2 separate regions of the Sus scrofa genome follow, and region 2 is linked to region 1. A link is a contact called in public HiChIP or PLAC-seq data. All regions are on one chromosome and are shown on one strand. Each heading gives the region's core, a stretch centred on a gene start, on an enhancer-like site or on the middle of the called end of the contact. The rest is flanking DNA. Distances are from core to core; before and after follow the strand shown.

Region 1 (3,869 bases), core at 629-3,128:
TTTCCACTGTGGCTCAGCAAAAACAATCTGACTACTATCCTTGAGGACTCGGGTTAGATCCCTGAAAGCTGCTGTGTAGGTCGCAGATGTGACTTGGATCCCGAGTTGCTGTGGCTGGCAGCTGCAGCTCCAATTTGGACCCCTAGCCTGGGAACTTCCATATGCCTCAGGTACGGCCCTAAAAAGCAAAACAAACAAACAAAAAACTTAAAATGAAATCCAAAATCCCTTATTATAACTCCTGGTGTGATCTGCGTCAAGTCTTATCCCCAACTATTTTTCTATCATTAGCGCTTTAATCACCTTGCTCTAGCCACACTAGCCTTATTCTCCTCCTTCTGATCAGCTAGGCTGTTATCCCCAGATATTCTACCAGTTCACTTCTATTAACAATTCACTTGGCTAACTCCTACTCCTGTTTCATTTCATAGCATTATTAAGATTCTGCATCTGCTTTGTTCACCTAACACACGCCAGTAAATAACTAACCACTTCATTTTCTATTATCCAGTCAGTACTAGCAAAAAAGAAAAACAAAGGGGTAGAAATTACACAAAGGGACATAATAATAAGCTTAAGGAACTAGAGTCTCTAAAATTATTTTTAAAACTGAATGTTTTCAAAAAATGTTTATTTGCAAAGCAGGGAAGAACTCTCAAAGAAAAAAATCTCAACGTTATCATCCAAAAAAGATTTTTAATTGAACTAAGAATAAAACACTGTCACAAGTGATTACCCCTGAAAGAAGATAATTAAAAATCCAAGGAGTTCCCATCGTGGCACAGCGGAAACGAATCCGACTAGGAACCATGAGGACTTGGGTTCGACCCCTGGCCCTGCTCAGTGGGTTAAGGATCCAGAGTTGCCCTGAGCTGTGATGTAGATTGCAGAGAGGCTTGGATCTGGCGTTGCTGTGGCTCTGCCACAGGCCTGCAGTTACAGCTCCGATTAGACCCCTAGCCTGGGAACCTCCATATGCCGCGTGTACGGCCCTTAAAGAAAAAAAAGAAAAAAAGAAAAAAGAAAAAAGCCAAAAAACCCAAAACCCAGAATATATATTAAAAAAATAAATAAAAAATAAAAACTCAAATGCTCGGCATTTTTTTCTCTGCCCTTTTGCTTTATAAACTAAAACACCGAGAGGAGGCTGAATCAAAATATTAACTGAAAGCAGTGAATAACTTGTAAATATATACTTATTAGTCACATTTGATCAAAAGAAAACGTAGATTATTCAAAATTTTATAATATGTTTAAATTCCTTTAAAAGAAAGAACAGAGAATAGAATTGTTAATACCAAAGTCTTTGAAGAGTTTATTTCGTGCGCTCTTTACGTCTGTGACAAAGACGTCTCCCTACCCCCGCCCACCCCAGAATGTCCAGCACTCAACAAAGCCTGATGGATTCTCTAGCAAAAATTCCACGCAATCAAGTCGAAAAACCAATGTCTCCATCACGCTCGTATTATGCCTCTATTTCCTCGTCAATCCTTTACAGCGTGGCCCCGAGCCCTTTTCAACCTCAGGAGTCCAACTAGGTTAATCGCTTCTTTCCTACGACCCCTTAAGAGAAACCGCTTCCAGCAAACGCAAAAGGCAAACAGCCGCGGGCAGAAAGGAAGAAAAACCGACTGGATGCCGGACCTACCTGGGGCTGCACGGTACTCGACAGGGAAAACATCTTTTCCGGGCCCTCAGCGACCTCACCCGCCTGCCGAAACTGCTCCTCTAGGCCACCGCCTGGCGGGGAGGCGCTGAGCCCTTCACCACCTTCACTCTCCCCTCGCCCTTACTCTTCCTAGAAATGGAAGATGGCCTCCCCTTCCCACAGCTGCTACAACGACAAGCACTGTGCCCCGGAAGGCAAGGCGCTAACGCAACAGTACTTCCGGGGCAGACGAGGCCCCCTCCCCGAGTCGTGCGTCAACTTTAGGCCTTTTCAGGGACCTGAGTTTCCCCCGCCGCAGCTGACGCCCCCAAAGTAGTTCATGTTCACACTGAGTTAGACACGCGCCGGGTCCCCAAGGCTATGTGGCTGTAGTTTTCTTTTTAAGGGGGAGTGGCATCAACCCTGTCAAATCTTTCTCCAGCTTCCTTATCAATACTTCCAATATATTCTGTTCTGACTGGGCCTCGAGCCATAAGCGCTTTTGTTACAATTTAGTCCTCCTTATCTTGCCCACAATAAATCAAAAACTCATCCTGCTTCAGAAAGGCAAGTTACATACATTCTGTTAAAATGTCAAATTACAGGGCAGTCATGGGCTTCCTGCTCATCCAGTTTCTCCACATTCTGTGTTGTCACTGGCCTGGTATTACTGACGAGACCGAACTGGTTTACGTTTCTTCCGCGGGTGGTAGTTCTTAGGATTTTTTTTTTTTTCTTAAGCGGGATGAGAGCAGGGTCCCACCAGATGGAAGGCGGGAGAAAACTTAAATCTTGCGATTCAGATTCAGGCTCCCATGCTCTCTTCTCCCTGCTCTCAATAATTTTGCCCTCCGGAGTCATCACAAATAAAATAAGTGGACCGCGACCACTCTGGAAGAGTCAGTGGTTGCTCAGGAATTTCTCAGCTGCCCCGCCCTCACGCCCAAAGGCTCACGCATCGACGCAGGGGCGGTGACTGGAGCGAGGCCGCGCTGGGCTTGGCGAGAGTGGGAGCGGTGACGGGATGACGTCACGGCCGGCGCGCGGCTTGGGCGGAGCCTTACTTTGAACCCAATTGGCGGGAGTTGCGGCTCTAGCAGGGGCCTTAGGCGCTGCTGCGGTCTTGCATCCTGGGGGGCCTGCAATGGAGCCCACCGCGGGCAGCGAAATGGAGAGCGGAGGAGGCGCGGCAACTGGGGCGTGTGTGACTAGGATCCCGGTGCCCAGACCTCCATCCATTGAGGAGTTTACCATAGTGAAGCCCATCAGCCGTGGCGCCTTCGGGAAGGTGTATCTGGGGCAGAAAGGCGACAGGTTGTATGCGGTGAAGGTAAGAGTCAAAGAATAAAGAAAACAAGAGTCTGGCCCTTCGGCCCTCCTTCCTGCCCCGTGAATCGGGCAGGTCCCAGGGCCGCCGGAGCGACTAGACTGGGTGCTTGGCTTGCCAAAGCCTTCGGAGCCCTGCGAGATGATTTCTCACTTGGCTGGCAGCGCGGGCAAGTCTGTGATGCCTCTGCCCCGCCCTTCCCTTCACACAGTGAAGGTTTAGGAGACGCCAGAATTTTGGAATCCTTTTTACTAGTAATTAAGTTTTTACCAGGATTAAGGTTGAAACTTTAAGTTTGAAACCGGTATTTCCAAATTATATTTTAATTACATCAGTTTGATGTAGACTCATTTCTTTTGTATCGAGATGTATTTGACATATATTAGTTTCAGGTGTACAAGATAATGACTCATTATTTGTCTACATAGTGAAATGATCAACACGGTAAATCTAGTTAACAAACGTTACAACCCAGCTACAATTTTTTTTTTCTTGTAATGAGAACTTTTAAGATCTCTCTCAGCAGCTTTCAAATATACGATGCAGTATTGTTAACTGTAGTCACCATCCTGTGAAATAGATTAACCTCTGACCTAAATATCCTAAAGACCTCATTAAACAAACCGGGCTTTCCTCTTCAAACATTTCATTATAAATCTCCACGGTACTTTTATTTAAAGACTAAGCTGAAATAGGTCCTAAATACTCCTTTGTCCTTGGAATAGTATATATCCTTTCAGAAGCATTCAAGAGCTTTCAATGTAGAGTTCCCATTTTGGCTCAGCGGTAACAAAACCGAAACCGACTAGTATCCATGGGTATGCAGATTCTATCCCTGGCCTCTCTCAGTGGATTAAAGATCCCCAGTTGCTGTGAGCTGTAGTGTAGGTCTCA
Region 2 (3,869 bases), core at 676-3,175, 67 kb after region 1:
AATATAAGGCACCAGGCATTCCCCGCCCCAGATTTTTTAAACATACCCAAATCCACAGGACAAGATTTTCCTTTTCAACAACAATATAAACTACTTAAAATCTGGATAATATATTTGTCTCTGGCTAGAAAGATGAGCAGGCATTTGATTCACATCGGATACCTCCCCTATAATTACATTCCTTTTCAACGTAGTAAAGAAAGTAGGCTAAATTAGCGAGACAAAAGGCAGAAAGGTTAAAGGAGGTGAGATTCAGAAATTGGGGCCTCAGGCCTCTGCAGGAGGCTCTACGACGGGGCCCCAGTGTACGTACCATTTTTCGGCAAACTCTGGATCACCTTCACAGCCGCTTCAAATCTGGTCTCATGCACGGATCTCGTGTCCGCCATCTCCAGCCGCCAGCGCCGGCCCCGGTCCCAAGGTCTGTCGGCTGGAATCAGGCAGCAGCAGCAGCACCAGCTTTCCCAGGAGCCTGCATGAAACTGGAACAAGGAGCGCAGCCGCGGATCAACATGCCCACAGGGAGGAGGACCCAGAGAGCAGCTGGTCAGTTCCCCGTGGCCCTGCCCCATCCAGGCCACACCGTCCGATAAGGCCCGGCTCCTTCTTCCTCCCCGGGGCGTGACCAAGGCTGGGAGCCAGGCCTCCAAGACAGAAAAACAACTCACCGAGAGAAAGAGCATCTCTAGCAGGAGTCAGAGGAGCCCCGGCCACTGGTGGTGGCGGAGCCACTCTCCCACCCGCAGGACCCTGGTGGAGCAGCCACACCCCCCATCCCGGCGAGGTCGGTCTGTCTGTCCGCGCCCTCCCTGCGGCCCCGCCCCAAACCCTCCCCGGACCCACTCGCTGCAGCCGCCGCTGCGCAGTAAACTCCACCCACCGTCCCCGCGGCCACCGAGATGACGCGAACTGTAGGTCCCCAGAGGAGGGCCGGAGAAGGGGGGAAATAAAAGCAGTCAGGTGGATCCGCGGAGAGCCCAGGGCTCGATGTTTAAAACAGAATGGATTGCTGGGTCCGCGCCAGAGTAGCCGACGCGGGGTTGCAGCGCGCGTGGTACCGCTGGGCAAAAAAAAAAAAAATGACTTTGGTCTTCAGCGCCTGCTCCTGAGGTTAGGGTTTGAGAAAGCTGATGGGACTTAAGAGCTTTAGATCCGCAGAGGCTTGTTACGAAACTTAAGTTCTGCCATTTTAGTTCTGTCACCCAGGGTAAGCTACTTAGCCTCTCCAGTGACAATCTTTATATCACCCTAAAGGGTATATGAAAGGATTAGGGATGCTGGATGGAGTGTTTAGCCGTGCTTGGCTCTCAGTCTTTGACAGCTTTAGCCGCCCCCAAGGCAAGGACGTCTGCGCAACAACCAAAGGAGACGGGAGATCGCCGGCTAATTAGACTGGGCTGGGGGAGAGAGAGCACCTTCCCCTGCACCACCCGCGATATCTAGCCCCAGGAAGCCGGGCACAGTACAGCTTCTGGCAGACCTAATGGGCGACAGGGCGTGGGGGAGGGGCGAACGGGGGACCAGTACGGATCGTCAACCCTAGAAAGGGGTATCCTGGGCCTTCACCTTTCTAGCACAGCGCCCCGCGTCCTCAGGCATGTAGGATGCGCCCCCAGGCCCACCGAGGGGGCACTGCTACGGGTTCTGGGGGCGGAGTCCTGCGGCCTGGAAATCCCAAAATTGCCAGGTCGCTTCCGTCAGTTCGGGATGGGTTAGAGGGTGACTAGTCCAAATTTAGGCGCAGGCTCTAAGTTACTTTTCCCTTGGAGTCGCAGTGCCGGCATTTACCTTAGCATTGCCGGGCAAGACCTGTCCGGTAAGGTCCCCGACGCCCGCCCCTCGCCCTGCCCCCGCGGACTTGTGGGAAATGTAGTCCCCGCTCCGCTACGCTTCGGGACACCTGCCTCCAGCTGAGGTCGTTCCTCCCACTTGTTCCTGTTTGGTTCCTTGGTCCGGCAGACGCTGGAGCCGTTGCGGCGGAAATCCCGCCTTCCTGTTGCGTCGTCCTTTGAGCTCCTGCCAAATACCACATCCGCCTCAGCCAAAGGGACAGACCCTCCGTGGTGTCTTTCAGAGAGGTCCTGGAGATCCGTCTCATTTCTTGCTCCTGAGGCTTATTAACTTTGAGGTCGTGTGCTGTTATATTGCCTTCAGGTAGTAAAGACTATGCCTTACTGCGTGCCTGATATTTGCCAGGCATGTAACATGTATTCCAAAAACCCTGTAGGGTGTTTACGAATGAGGAAATTGAAAATCATATTAACTGATTTTCTCAAGGTCAAGTAGTAGTAAGTACAGGAGTAGCTGAACCAGGCGTCAGTCAATCCAAAAAAACCTTGCTTTAAATCTTGGACTTTTTGCGGGACACCAAAGTGTAAGAGACTAACAATTTTTCTAATTTATTCAAACGAGGGGGAGGTTATGTGCTGAATAGCTGCTGCTTCCTCTAATCTTTTCTTGCTCTTTTGTTATATATCCGTTTCAATTTCACTCAGTTATGCATACTTATAAAAAGGTTTGGATATTTATTTCACATCTAGGACTTCATTTTGACAACTGTTCATAATAAGCTAATTTAGAGTATGTTGGTCTTTAGGTAGTGATGAATAAGAATTTTTCTGCCAGTGATGTCTGTTGTATTTCTGTTTGCTGGTAGTATGGATTTACAGTCAAGGATAATAGTATAAGGAGAAAGGACATTGAGGTTATTCAGGTAAAGAAGTTAGCAGTGCTGGTTTAGATGTGGTAATTCCTACTGACATATAATGATTGACATATGATGGATTGAATCAGTTCCTAAGGTGCCTTCCAATTATGCAATCCTGTAATTCCACCTAAAATATATCTTATGGAACACTAATGGCTTTTAGTACTTTCAGCACAGTGCCTATTATGAAGCATTCTTTTTTAAAAAATTGAGATGTATTGATGTACAATATATATCTATATAACAATAGTTTCAGGTGTACAACATAATGATTCAATTTTTTTTTTTTTGTCTTTTTGCCATTTCTAGGGTCACTCCCTCAGCATATCTAGGTTTCCAGGCTGGAGGTCTAATTGGATCTGTAGCCGCCAGCTTATGCCAGAGCCACAGCAACTCGGGATCTGAGCCGCATCTGCAACCTACACCATAGCTCACGGCAATGCTGGATCCCTAACCCGCTGAGCAAGGCCAGGGATCGAACTCTCAACCTCATGGTTCCTAGTCAGATTCGTTAACCACTGAGCCATGATGGGAACTCCATGATTCGATATATGTATTATGATCACCACAATAGATGATTGTCCTTGATCACATATTTCTAGAGATATTTTAATTAAGAATTGGCCCACTAGGAGTTCCCATCATGGTGCAGCTGAAACAAATCAGACTAGGAACCATGAGGTGCAGGTTTGATCCTTGGCCTTGCTCAGTGGGTTGAGAATCTGGAGTTGCCATGAGCTGTGGTGTAGGTCACAGACACTGCTTGGATCCTGAGTTGCTGTGGCTGTGGCGTAGGCTGGCGGCTGTAGCTCTGATTCAACCCCTAGCTGGGAACCTCTGCATGCTTCAAGTGCAGCCTAAGCAAAAAAAAAAAAAAAGAATAGGCCCAGTGAATTTCCCTGGTGGCACAGCAGGTTAAGGATAGGGCATTGTTGCTTCAGATGCTCAAGTGGCTGCTGTGGCATAGGCTCGATCCCTGGCCTTCTGCATGCCTCAGGCACAGCCAAAAAAAAAATGGGCCCATTTCTAGAGTACCTATCATGGTTCAGCAATAATGAGTCCGACTAGAATCCATGAGGATGCAGAGATCCCTGGACTTGCTCAGTGGGTTAAGGATCCAGCGATGCTGTGGCTATGGCATAGGCTGGCAGCTGCAGCTCTC

The links. HiChIP or PLAC-seq counts read pairs in DNA pulled down with a chosen protein or histone mark.
Region 2: a contact with region 1 is called in an H3K27ac HiChIP or PLAC-seq map of skeletal muscle. The contact joins the promoter of ACBD5 here to the promoter of YME1L1 in region 1. A contact is called at or near these places in 1 of 5 promoter capture datasets (liver), 15 of 47 Hi-C or Micro-C datasets (blood, brain, embryonic fibroblasts and 7 more) and 2 of 2 datasets of contacts at active chromatin or transcription factors (alveolar macrophages and skeletal muscle).

Annotation. Positions count from the first base shown.
Region 1 is chr10:48,853,350-48,857,218 of Sscrofa11.1, forward strand. It overlaps YME1L1 (ATP-dependent zinc metalloprotease YME1L1), which reads right to left and starts at 1,879. Exons shown (of 19, transcript XM_021064882.1): 1 at 1,649-1,879. The coding sequence starts at 1,681. MASTL (serine/threonine-protein kinase greatwall) reads left to right here and starts at 2,546. Exons shown (of 13, transcript XM_021064881.1): 1 at 2,546-2,978. The coding sequence starts at 2,793.
Region 2 is chr10:48,920,452-48,924,320 of Sscrofa11.1, forward strand. It overlaps ACBD5 (acyl-CoA-binding domain-containing protein 5), which reads right to left and starts at 1,926. Exons shown (of 14, transcript XM_013980249.2): 1 at 1,789-1,926; 2 at 314-482. The coding sequence starts at 389.